Linked DNA regions of Danio rerio: region 1 is linked to region 2. A link is a contact called in public Micro-C data. All regions are on one chromosome and are shown on one strand. Each heading gives the region's core, a stretch centred on a gene start, on an enhancer-like site or on the middle of the called end of the contact. The rest is flanking DNA. Distances are from core to core; before and after follow the strand shown. Region 1 overlaps mapkapk2a (MAPK activated protein kinase 2a). Region 2 holds the start of il19l (interleukin 19 like).

Evidence for each region. Hi-C and Micro-C count contacts between places; a contact is called where the count stands out from the background.
Region 1: a contact with region 2 is called in a Micro-C map of caudal fin, with 7 times the contacts expected there. The contact joins the enhancer-like site here to the promoter of il19l in region 2. A contact is called at or near these places in 3 of 18 Hi-C or Micro-C datasets (caudal fin, embryo and hematopoietic stem cells).

What each region holds. Positions count from the first base shown.
Region 1 is chr11:23,274,482-23,281,539 of GRCz12tu, reverse strand. It overlaps mapkapk2a (MAPK activated protein kinase 2a), which reads left to right. Exons shown (of 10, transcript NM_201303.1): 2 at 1,698-1,837. The region is part of intron 1 of LOC141376595 (a long non-coding RNA gene); the gene reads right to left. Among named protein-coding and RNA genes, the nearest start is that of il10, 33 kb to the right of the region's middle. Within about 2 kb of position 1,804, at least 6 of the 62 cell types and tissues checked have an H3K27ac peak or open chromatin away from gene starts, as enhancers often do. A contact at or near this core is called in caudal fin, where this site is marked.
Region 2 is chr11:23,197,622-23,204,261 of GRCz12tu, reverse strand. il19l (interleukin 19 like) reads right to left here and starts at 2,565. Exons shown (of 5, transcript NM_001082955.2): 1 at 2,385-2,565; 2 at 1,776-1,838; 3 at 1,551-1,703. The coding sequence starts at 2,543. The region is part of intron 1 of LOC141376595 (a long non-coding RNA gene); the gene reads right to left.

The sequences.
Region 1 (7,058 bases), core at 555-3,054, 78 kb before region 2:
CTGTTTACATGTCTCCATAAAGGAGTTTACTGCGTGTTTGATTTGTGGTTCATCCTCTATATATGCACTTTTAATACTTATTCATTCATTTTCTTGTCGGCTTAGTCCCTTTATTAATCTGGGGTCGCCACAGCGGAATGAACCGCCAACTTATTTAGCAAGCCCTTCCAGCCGCAACCGATCTCTGGGAAACATCCACACACACATTCACACACACACTCATACACTATGGACCATTTAGCCTACCCAATTCACCTGTACCACATGTCTTTGGACTGTGGGGTAAACCGGAGCACCCGGAGGAAACCCACACGAAGGCAGGGAGAACATGCAAACTCCACACAGAAACGCCAACTGAACCGAGGTTCGAACCGGCGACCCAGCGACCTTCTTGCTGTGAGGCGACAGCACTACCTACTGCACCACTGCCATTTTTATACACAATTTATACACAATTTATAAACAGACAGGGAAACATACAAGTATATAGAAGTTGCTCAGTAGCATTCACACAACTGCTAACACACATATAATTAAAATAATGCAATAAACATTATCAACATTTGATGTAAGCTAAAACTCTAATGGACGTCACTGATGAGGAAAAAACAAACAAACTCCAGAGTAAAGCCATGGTAAAGTCAATGAACTTAATCCTACAGTTAAAGTTTGTAATTTGGTTTAAGGTTATTTTTTTACCATTTAAATTACTGTCATTTATTTTTAGAGTGTAGAATCTGATCAATTTAGAAATGATTATTGGATGCTTTGACTTTTTTAAATCACCTAATCTTTTCCCTTATACACTTGTCATTCATAAAAGAGTGCCATGATTGATACTAAGACCACATTATTGTTACTTGACTGAGTACTAATGCTGGAAATGTGCCAATTTAAGGCATTAATTCACAGACTAAACTAAAAGGCGCACACCAGCCCAAGTGTATAGAATTTAAAAAGGCAATGATTCAATGTTACCCATAGAGGGAGGCAAAACTCTATAAACTAACTCACTTCCACTTCTCCCTGCCACTTAATTTTGTTTTCCTGCATTTGCTAGATTTAGTAGGTCTCTTATGAATGTTAGTATTTGTTTAACGTTTTCTTCTAATTACAATTGACCAGAAGAACAGATGTTTTCATTTGTTGTGATCAGCAGTTAGGGTTATTTCTCCAAATATTAGTTTCTTTAAAGGATAGTTCACCCAAAACTGAAAACTGTCATTTACTCACCTTTCACATGTTCCAAACCTTCATGATTTTCTTTCTTCTGTTGAACACAAAAGAAGACTTTGGTATCAAAGCTGGTATCCGTTGACTTCCATTGTCTTTGTTCTTGCTACTTCCTATGGAAGTCAATGGTTAATGGATTTCAGTTTTGCCTAAATATTTTCTTTAATATTTACCAGAAGGAAGAACCTTTATAAAATAAAGGTTTGGAACCACTTGAGGGTGCAACAATTGTGTAAAATGTTCATTTTTGGGGGAACTATCCTTTTACTGGTATTGAGTAAATGTGAACATGAACAACGTTTCATTTTATTTTTTTAGAAATGCTCTAAATTGATAATTTTTTCCACATTGACGTTCTTTTGTGCTTTCATTCTGTTAATAAAAGTTTTTCTCATGTACTATAATGCTGTTAATATGATAATTTCCATGGATACTTAACTGAGCTTCTTTATTCTGACTTTCAGATGCTTCATGACTGCCCAAAAGCTAGACGAGAGGTGGAGCTGCACTGGCGGGCCTCGTCCTGTACCCATATCGTCAAAATTGTTGACGTCTATGAAAATCTCTACCAAAACAGGAAGTGCCTTCTTATTGTAATGGAGTGGTGAGTCATCATCACCTTCTGTATCCTCAGTACAGACATCAAAATGCCGTTTTTATGTTCATTGGTCTACTTCCTTTTTCAAACGGCTTTCCATTTTATAAGCAATTTGCAATTCTGTGAATGATCCTTCCATTCAAAAACATTTCAACTGAAGCAGCGCTAGATTAGATTGTTTGCTCCATGGTAACTTCCTTTCAGCTTTATGATCTGGCCTTATCTTTTTTTACTTTATTATCTTATCTTTGTAATGTACAACCAGATGTTAAACTATGTGGCCATTTTAAATGCCCGTGATTTAAGTTAATGTATCCCAAAATTGTGAGTTAAAGCATGTATGACACAGTGTTTTCTAAAACAATCCAGTCATCATTATGGGAAGGCGAAATAGAATCAATTTTGCTGTTTCATTGCAGCAAAGTACACATTTCATGAGCAATAAAATGACTTGACATTTGTATCACGATCGCATTTTGTTTATATGTCTTGATTTGCTTTGTCATGAAGACCTTGATTCATTTAGTTACTCTTTTACACAGCCCCCAAGTCATTTGTAATGTTTTGCTGAGGTTTCAGTGCCTCATATGTGTAAATAGTTTACCAGCAGGTGTTTGGAAGTTATTTACGGTAAAGCATGAATACACCTATGTACCCCTTTCATGTTTGGGTGAATTGAAAAGTCCCCTGTCTGATGACGTACCACTCCAGGGTGGTGACCTCTCCTTCATATAGGCTATGTATAGTTGCGTAATCAGATGCTTCTTTTTTTCCCACACTTGAAACATGAATGCTACCTGGAACCTCTTCTTGCCAGCAAAGAAGCAGAAGACAGGTTGCTTCATTGGGACCGTCCCTGCTGCAATCAAAATGTTAGTTGCATGAATGCAGACTCTTGTATTGTGACGCAAAATAATAATGTTTTGGTTAAGTCTGCAATAGACTACCTAAATTGCAAACTACTGATGTGATTTAGAGTTCAGGTTCTGCTTTAAAAGTGGAAAGTGTCATGTTTCCACATCTATCTAGAGATTTGTTGTTAACTGAAACATTCAGTGGAATTTGCCAACTTTAACATTATTTTTAGTTTTTACATATAAACTCAATGTTTTGAAATGATTTGAAAGAGGTCATGTGATGCTGTAAGTCATTTTTAGCTGTTTTTCAAAATGCGTTCTTTAGCGCTCTTGTGTTCTCGTGTAATGTCATCATTAACTGCTTAAGTTTAGTTCCAAAACTCCAGACCCCGAGAATGGAGGACATGTGAAAGTTTCCCGATGCGTTCTTGATATCAAGGACGCATCGATGCAGACCTGAGCTCAAAACTTGATCTAGAAGTCCCAGAAGTCATTGTGGCTGAATAAAGGAGGTGGGAAGCACTGCATTTAATATAGATTTATTATTAAAGTTCATAAATAAAACTTATTTATCTCAGGAGTTTCCCTAAATGAGACTGTGAAAGTAAACATTAACATAAAAATCTTTATAAAAGGCATAAATACATTAAGGGTGTTTATTTGATGAAATCCGTATTAAAATTAGTTTTTTTTTATATTGTGCAGCATATATTAGTAAGGTCTTTAGGTATAGTGTATGTATATTGAAAAGGGGGAAAATATAAATTGTTGTATGAATGCTGTAATATTTAAATAAGTTTCTGTTAAAACGTGTGAAGGTCATGTGACCATCCGGAAGAAGGCAGCATCTTATTTCTTACATTACGTGTTCTCTGTTCTCGTGGTCTCCTGAGTTCGTTCTTCCGAGGTAACTTGGCAAGACCGGTCTCCACAAGAACACAGTTCATTCTCAGCGTTCTTTGTATTGAGGAACAGCCCTTGTTTATTTGGTGTAATAGAATAGTATAATATGCTTTATTATACTATATGCTCCATTTATTATGGAGCTTTTCTAGAGATACACGGATCAGCTCAAACGTCACCCAAATCTGCTGCTTCAAACTAATTATCAACCTGCACCTATAATTTTCTGTAGCTGTCGATGCCTGATGGTCTCATTATTACGAATTATTTGTTTTAAACAGGATTTCGAATTGTTTAGTAGTGTAAAAGATAATGTGTCCATCAATATAGCTACTTATCGCACAACACGTATACATGACCTCAATCATTTTTGGTGATGCAATATATATTACCCATACAAAAACTATTTTAGCAACATATTAGCAGACTGTGCAACATCTCTATCTCTACTGGAGGTGTCAGTGTCAGTATGGTTAAACACTGTAATATTTACTATAAATTATTTAGTATGTTTTCATGTAGGTGTCTGATAACTTAAAAATAGATCTGGTAACCTCTGTTACTTTTTGACCTTGCACTTTTTTGTTAACATTTACTATTATTTATTTAGGATATGTAGTTTCACATTCTGATTCCAAGGCCTAATTATTAAATTGACTATAATTAAATGAAATATTATTTGTTTTTCTTTAGAGTGTACGTACCTTGTGGTTATACTTTGTATTATATTGTCATTCTGGTGTTGTGACAGGCCTATCTAAGATACATATTGCATAATAATTTATTTATAAAACAAAATTTGGCTTTTTCCAGATTAATCTTTATTTTATTAAAATAAACACACAGACATTATTACACCCCTTAGACTTTAATTGGAATACCGCTGGTGCCATCATTGCAACATATAGAAACTATATGGCTGCTTCTTAATTAGAATATAGAGAACAGACAGTCTTGCCAGGTTACCAAGAATAAAGTCGGAAGGTTGCGAGAACACAGAACAAGATGCTATTGGAAATGGAGAAGCTCATGGTATTTCTGCTCTCGTAATGACCCTCACCCCCATCTTTACTTTTTTTTTTTGTCATTTTAAATGGCATTCTGGCTATCTGTGCCTGTCAGCTTGATTTAAAAAAATGTTTTTAACACGTTTTTAGCTTTAAAGAAAGTACTAATTGTTTGTATTAATGCTTTATCAAATCCACCTGCGATCTGTGCATTACTATTATGTATCTTTCATAAATGTTATGGTTAAATCATCTTACAAGAAATCAACATCTTACAAGAAAGCAACACTCTTTTCTGAAAAGCCCAGATTGTTTTTATTTGTAAGCCAAAGCCAGCCAAAAATTGGCCAAACAAACATAGTCATCATGATTTTTCTGCTGTAAAACTTTGAGTTTGTACATATTAGTGCTTTCACACCTAGTTTGTTTCTTTTGTCTTAATTGCCCAGTTATTGTGGTTCGTTTGGCATATGTGAATCCAGCAATCGAGCTCTGATATGCACCAAAGTAATCTGTCCAAGATTGCCTGATTGAGGTGGTCTCGGCTTGATTGAAACAAATTCTGGAGCAGTTCGATTGTAGTGAGAAAGCAATATGATCTAACAATCTATCGAACCAGGCTATATCACAGTGTATTATGGATATGTTTTATCCATATATGGCTATATAAATAGAGAATTATGAGTAGGGTGGGATGTCATCATTCCTACCTGTAAATGTGCATTTAATGTCAAATACGAAAGTGAAAGCATGCTGAAATATTATCTGAAAATTTCCCGAACTGCAGTCTTGGTTTATCTGTTAGCTTATATTGCATAATTCTAGCAAACAGCTATGTATGACAAAGTCTTACCTCTGATTTTTATTTGATCACTATGTCTGTAGGTGTCACCGTTCAAAATTAAAGTGCAAATTTATGTTTATAATGTCTTATTGCTCATCTTCATAAATTAAAATAAGGGTGCATGACAGCTGAGCAGGACTCTAAAAATAAACCGCGTAACTGACCAATGTGATAAGAGTTTACTCGCATGTGTCTGGTTTTGGTCCATTTAGAAACTTTCCCATGTGAAAGCAAACCGCATCAAAAACAAATTGCAACAATGTAATTCCTGTTTTGGAACAAAACAATGAATCTAAAGGTGTGAAAGCACTCTTAATCTAAAGCTCAACTGCTGAATCTTTCAAAGACAACACATTAGACTAAAGCCTAGCCTTCTTTTTATGTGAATACCTTGGTGGGCATAATGGGTTGGATGTAATATTGTGCTAGATTTTGTACAAAAGAGATTTGCACATGAAGCTGTTTAAATGAGTCTGAGCCCCTGTTTGCTTATAAGATTAAACCCCTTGTAGCATATTAAAATTTACAATACAGACATGTTCATTTCATTATGTATTTACCTTGTAAAAAAAGTAATAGAAATACTGATATAATATTCATCAATTAGTGACTTCAGGTTAAAGGAAAATAGCAAAAGTACTGAAGCAGCACTAAAATGTATTCAAATTAAAGTACAAGTTCAAGTTTTTTTTTTATAGTAATTTGAATATTGTTAATTAGTTAATTTACACCACATTTTATGTATTGCATATAGAGGTATTATGAAAGGGGGTATACCATTAAACTAGGGTATACAGTATATATACCCTATTATAGCATTTCTAGAAAGTGAATGTGATTCTCGTAAGATGCAGTCTAACATCAAAGCAAGCTAAATGACCTCATATGTGCATGTACTGCATATCTCCCTTGAGCTTGAACTGAATGCGTACTATTTGCATGGAGGAGCATTATTTGGCACTAGTTTTATGCTGAGTATCCTCTTCTGTATGTTAATGTATGTCATTATCTTGTCTAGTTTCAACATGATTTGGCCAGTTGAAAAGAGTGGTTTCACTAAAACATCAAAGTGATGTGCTTTGAACCTGAATTCACACACCTTGATTGTATCAGATATGATGATGTGAGGATCAGAAATCACACCTTCCTGTTTCCATTTCTTTGATTTGACTTCCCTTGGTGTCTCGCATGCGCTGACTCGAACATTTTCTTTACCGCCTGTTTTGTGAAGTCAGAAACCTGTCACCATTGCTCATCAGCAGATATGAGTTTATGTGAATTTCTAGGCTTTTAGGGAAAAGATTCATTTTTTAAAAATTCTTCATTACTCATTTTTTTCGTTTACTCAAACTTTAAGAAAAAAAAATGGTTGAAAGTGTTTGAGTGGAGTTTATCTTTAGATTTCAGGAAAAATCTTTTGTTGAAAATGAAGAATAGTTATTGTGGGTTAATGCTTTTTACCATGTTGTCAGCCAGTACTTGGCTTTATGCTTACAGGCTACATCATTAGGCACACCTCTTCAGTTGCCTCTTTAATCTGTTCCTGCACCTTTTTTATGTTGCCAGCCACTACCAGCATTTCTGTTGATTTTCACCTAAATTTGATGACCCTTAAG
Region 2 (6,640 bases), core at 1,316-3,815:
ATAAGCTTCTATCTGCAATCTGAAAGATTTTGAGAAATTGAGCTTCAAAGTTTTTGCATTCCATTTTGCAAACAGTATGTGCGTAAGATTTGTTTTTTAATAAAAATTCTTAAAATGTAAACAACTAAAAAACAGTCCATAATGTAATTATGTTGTCATTTAATAAGAATATGTCAAAAACTCAATTTTGACAAAAATGTCTGATATAACTTTATAATTCGAAGGTGACAAGTTAGTATTGCATAAATAGGCACATAATAGCATGAATTGGGACTTAAGTCCTATCAAGATATTATTGGATAAAATGAAGCATAATGTAAAACCTGTTATGTAAACAAGTTATTTTAAAGGGCCTGTGAAAATTATGAATTTTTTATTAGATGGTAGTTTCAGTCTGTTAGTTTTATGGATATCTATTAGTCTATTTTGTGCTCCAAAACAGTGACAAAATTTGTGTTTTGAAACTATAAAACAAATATAAACATGTAAAGTTTGCAATTTGTCACTTCCGCCTAAATTGGTCAACAATTTTTTGACATCACCACATACTACATCAAATCTTGACCAATCAGATACCCTCTAGCATCTCCCGCCCCTTTAAGACACTTTTCATTTGATGTGCTTGAACTCAACTGCTCTCACTTGCAGAATTGTGATGAAATGAAATGCTATTGGATGTTTGTTTGTTAGCGCTTTATTTTGATGGTCTATTTGAGTAATAGTAGACTGTCTGCTTAACATCTGTTGATACTGCTCCTTCAACAGACATTTAACTGACTATAAGAAACTTTGCAAGCACACGTCAACTTACACTTACCCTAACCCCAACCCAACAGTCTCATTATAATCTAATAAGAAATAAATGGCATGTATGCAATTTAATTCAGTTCAACAGACAATCAAAATAAAGTGTTATTGTTTTTTTATCGGGGAGGAGCTATCTCGCATCTATCTCTCTATCTCGCATCTATCTCTCTATCTCGCATCTATCTCTCTATCTACATTTTTCAGTTGAGATTAAAATTCAATAAAAATTGCACATTTTAATGCACTTCACAGGACCTTTAAATTGCATTTATTTAATAAAATATAAACAAATTAATTTATGTTTTAATATTGTGTAAAAATAAAATCTTATCACTTAACTCTCGATATGCTATCATTATTTTTATAGATTAAAAAACATTCAACTCACATCAGTAACTTGCTATTTATTTAATTGTTTGTGAAAATTACTAGCATTTTTTAAAAATTAAAATAGTTTAAAATCCATTTGTTTTAACATTGCACAATCATTTAGTCAGAGGCTAGTGTATTTACAGTTTGTACAATGGCAACCACAGAAAAAGTCCCAAAAGATATTGCAGCTTACAAATTTTTATGACTTAGCAATATGTTAGTCAAAGGACTGATGCCAATCAAATGCTAAGCGTTCTTTGATCTTGACCTTTACATATAACGTTGGGAAGTTACGACTATTCTGGACTTTTCCTTTTTTTTTTCCAGTGTTACATTAAAAAATAAGAGTAGAATCTGTAGTATATACATACACACACTCGCAGGTCCTTGCTGATACTGAGAAAAGAGTTGGCCAAGACACTGGTGGTTCTGCGATGTAAGGAATGGCTGCTAGTATAGCTGATAAAGACCGTGTCCATGTAAAAATGAAGGAGCTGGCTGAGAAAACAGCAGCTTTCAGTAGCCTAACAGGGAGGACATGTTTTAGTAATATGTTGTACATATTGTATGAATTGATTCTACAAACGCTTATTTACCTGTAAACTACTCATCACGTCTTTCCTCAGCAATCTGATACCCTTGTGATCGTCACCCGAAATCTGTCAAAGCACAAGATATTATCAGATTGCAGCGTAGTGATAGTCATTCCAAACCTCAAAACACTCAAAAAAATGAGGCCACTTTTAAAACGGCTTTCATTGTTGCTGCTTTCATGACGTGTACATTTTCTGTTCTGTAGATATACCGCCTGATACGCAGGCCTCACAGAAAGATGAAGACATTTGAGATTCTCCGGGTTCACAGAGGTATTCCTTTTGTTTGTTTATGCTGTGTCATGGATAAAAGCCAATGGCTGGATGTTGAACTCAAAAGTGAAATGTGACAAAGCATGTCTTGCAACACGCTGGTGTTCTCATTCAAGTATGTAGAGTCAAAAAGAATGAAACAGCTGTCTAAAATAAATCTATAACCAGTTTGTTGACATGTCAAGCCTGTCAAGAAAACCCATTGACATCACCGGTGACGTCATTGTTATGGTGGGAAATCGAGTGCTATTTATACATAGGCGACTTGCATCAAACTGCCACGAGCTATTTTAACAGAAGGAAGTAACATGACTAAGGTTAAACTTTCAGCTTGCTCACCATGCCTTGACGGACGTACTGAAAGTGGTGCCGGAGTTCATGCGTGTGGATGTTCACTTTACAACTGCCCAAGTGAAGCCTTCTTCCCTGGGCTGCATCCCATAGACCACTCAGTACGATGCAAATAAACATGCTGTATACAATGAATGAGCTCTCCATTATGCCACTGACAATTGAGTCTAAGAAAGAAAGAAATTCATCATAAGCATCTAAGCATCATAAGCATCATAAGAATCATAAGCATCTTATTTAGTATATGTAATGTATTGTTACCTGCTGAGGTCTAAGTGTTTTCCTTCGTAAAATGATGTGCACCTGTGCATGGTGATGGTAGGTGCTCTTATATTGGGATAGGAGGGGAATTTCGACAGGTATTCTTGATTTTTTTTTTTTTTTTGGGCTTTTTACCTCCCATTACAGTAAGAGGAACTAAATTACTAAATTAATCCATCACTATAGGAATTGGCTTGAAAGGATGCGGGACTTCCATTTCAAAAATCTCTGACGTACATAATGTTATAATACATGTAGTAGCATGTTGTGCTATGTGATTTTTGTTATATAGCAGTCTACTTGTATGTGAACCAAAATACAGACATTTTAGCATTTTCAAATGTGGATAATTTAATATTGACTATTAATTATTGATAATTAAAATTGACTTATAGTGAAAGTTTAAAATAAAATTTTGAATGGAAATGAAGTGCAAACTTTACTACCTTTTTAAAATAATTCTGTTTTAAATAACGTTTTTGACAAAAACAAGGGAAATATTGGTAAAGTATTACTCTTTAGTGTCACAGATGTGAAAATTACATAAAATCAATATTGTGTTTTGTACTTAACATGTACTTATTAAAATATACAATAATATCAAATTTAGAATAAGTGATCATAATTGTATTGTATTTTACATACAATTTTTACATTTTAAAATTTTGTGTCATGTATTGAAGATAATGGCAAAGTAGCCTTTAAATGACAATTAATTAGAAGTTGTGTGGAGTTTAATGTCCTCCCCGTGTTTACGTGGGTTTCTTACGGGTGCTCCGGTTTCCCCCATAAGTCCAAAAACATGCACTGCAGGTCAATTGGGTAGGCTAAATTGTCCGTAGTGTATAAGTGGGAATGGGAATGTATGGATGTTTCCCAGTGATGGGTTTCCCAGTGACCAAATGACATTTTAAAGGGTGTTTTCTCTAAAGCACGATAATGTAAATAACTAGTTGCGTCACCTTTTATGGTCAATAATGCATTACATTACTTTTGAGTTACTTTTGTGTTACTTTTTTTGACCTCACTGAGCCTTGATCTCTTTCAGAACTTGTAGATTTTTTGTTTTGTTTTGTTTTTTTTAAGAAGAGAAGCTCTGAAATTAACAACACACTGTATATCTTTCATTTCCATTAAAAACACATCAAAACATAAGGTAGGATAATGTTTTGATTAATAAAGGGTTTCTACTTTTGTACTTTTTGTCTTATTAATAAGTATTATCACTGTCCATTTAGATAATTATTTTTTCTTTTTCTTTCATGTGTTCAAAATTAGGAAATATTTCTATCTGCCGTCTTCCTTCCTTAACTAAAATAAAAAAGTAAATTGTGTTATATTTTTAAAAAAGTAACTCAAAATCTATTACTTTATTTTTAAAGTAATATGTAACTATGCATTATATATTCATATATATATATATATATATATATATATATATATATATATATATATATATATATATATATATATATATATATATATATATACTTTTATTCATTCTCTTTTTGTCTTGGTCTCTTTATTAATCCGGGGTCGCCACCGTGGAATGAACCGCCAACTTATCCAGCAGTGTTTTACGCTGCAGATGCCCTTCCAACTGCAAACCAACACTGGGAGAAAGAAAAAAAAAAACATACATACACACACATACAGATATATACATACATATATTTACATTTGAAGTAAAAATTATTAGCCCCCCTATTTATTTTTTCAACACATTTCTAAACATAAGACTTTTGACAGTAAATAATATTTTACTAGATATTTTTCAAGACACTTCTATGCAGCTTAAAATGACATTTAAAGGCTTAACTAGGTTAATTAGGTTAGCTAGGCAGGTTAGGGTAATTAGGCAAGTTATTATATAATGATGGTTTGTTTTGTAGACTATCGAAAAAAATATATAGGTTAAATGGGGCTAATAATTTTTTCCTTAAAATGGTGTTTAAAAAAAATTAAAAATCGCTTTTAAGAGTTTCTCCGGAAGAAAAAATATTATCAGACACTGTGAAATTTTCCTTGCTCTTAAAAACATAATTTGGGAAATATTTATATATTAATATTTATCATCTATAACCCATATCATTTGTAGTTTTAGACAACATTTTACTACAAAAATAAGTATTTTACTTAAAAAAAAGGTTTGTTCAGAGTTTTACACAAGAACTCAATTTTCATTGTAATGAAGAAGAGAGGGAGTACACTGCTTTTTCTTATCGTTTGGTTATTCTTCATTTAACAGCCTTTATTTAGAAGGCAGTTTACTGTACAACTATCGTGGGGACAGTTCTGGGGCTTCCTTAACATAAGCTTGGTCAAGTTATTACTGTATATTCAGATCACTTACGAAAATGCGAACCTAAGACATTTATTTTACCATCTCAATGCTAAGAAAGTGTCAGTCTACCACTATCGTCACCTCATTGAATGTGTTAAATTTGATCTGATAAAGACTGACTAAAAAGTTGGAGTTTCCTCTTTTGTGAAGCGTCATATATACATACATACATATATATATATATATATATATATATATATATATATATATATATATATATATATATATATATATATATATATATATATATATATATTTTTTTTTTTTTTTTTCAGCTATTAATGCAGCTTGCATGAACGCAAGAACGTTTTACTGCTGTTGTGTGACGTTTGGCAGGAAATACACTTAAAACTTCCTCGCTCTGTTTCCTGATGCTGTAAGACATTTTTTGTCTTTCCTAACAGCTGATCTGAAAGTTTGGCAGTCAAACCTGTTTGGTAAGATTTATTTACACACCAAGGAAGCAAATTACACTAAATCGCTGTTTAATTCTTCATTTAAAACATCACGCTGATGAAACACTAACTTCATTTGCAATCAGTAAGCAGGAAGAGAACAAACAAACATCAAAGCACTGCTATAATTTATTGTTAAAGGAAATGAAAGTTCCTGGTCACACTTACTAACATGAGGATCTGAAACGTGATCTGTTTCACAATTGATTATTATATCAGTTTTTAATCACAAATTATTAATTGCAATGCACTAAAGTTAAAAATACTGTAATTTGTGGCAGCTTATTTTTTCTCTGCGTAATTTAACTATAAAATGTAATAAAATAAAATAAAATGTTAATAAAATGTAAAAAATTGAAAATATAAATGTAATTTAATCTAAATCAAAAATGTTTATTTGGTCAAGAAACAAATTACATTCACAGACAAAAAAAAATATATATACAATATATATATATATATATATATATATATATATATATATATATATATATATATATATATATATATATATATATATATATATATATATATATATACTAGAACTTGCCTTGTGTCGCCGTAATTCAAAATGCTTAAATTCAAACTTAGTCTTATCACATTGAGATTTTGCCATAAATTACCTGTGATTGTTGGGTTTGGGTTGGGGGATGGGGTTGAGTCATATAATAAACAGTGTAAAATACGTTATGCCTATGTCCCAATCTCCATTATCTGTGTGTGTGTGTGTGTGTGTGCGTACGTGTGTGGATGCGTGCGTGCGTGCGTGCGTGTGTGTGTGTGTGTGTGTGTATGTGTCTTCCTACGTTTCTTTTACAAATATTATTGAGAATATTATTCTATTCTAAAACATAAAATCATTTACAAAAGCTAACACGTATTATAATATCATATATAAATAATAGAAATAAAAAAGGTGATTTATTAAGAAATGTAATTTTATATTTATTATTTATTAAAAAATGAAAAAAATATATACTTTAATAAAAATATTAACAATATTAATGATGTTGATAATGATGATTATGATGAGGATGATGATAATTTCAAAGTGCACTGCGAAGGGAGCGCAATTGTAAACATAAAGATTGCTAAAACTGATCTGTAAATGCTTTGAAAGCAAATTACACCTAAGAGAGAAATGACTTTAATGCTTTAAAAAAAACCAATCATTCCAAGTATAA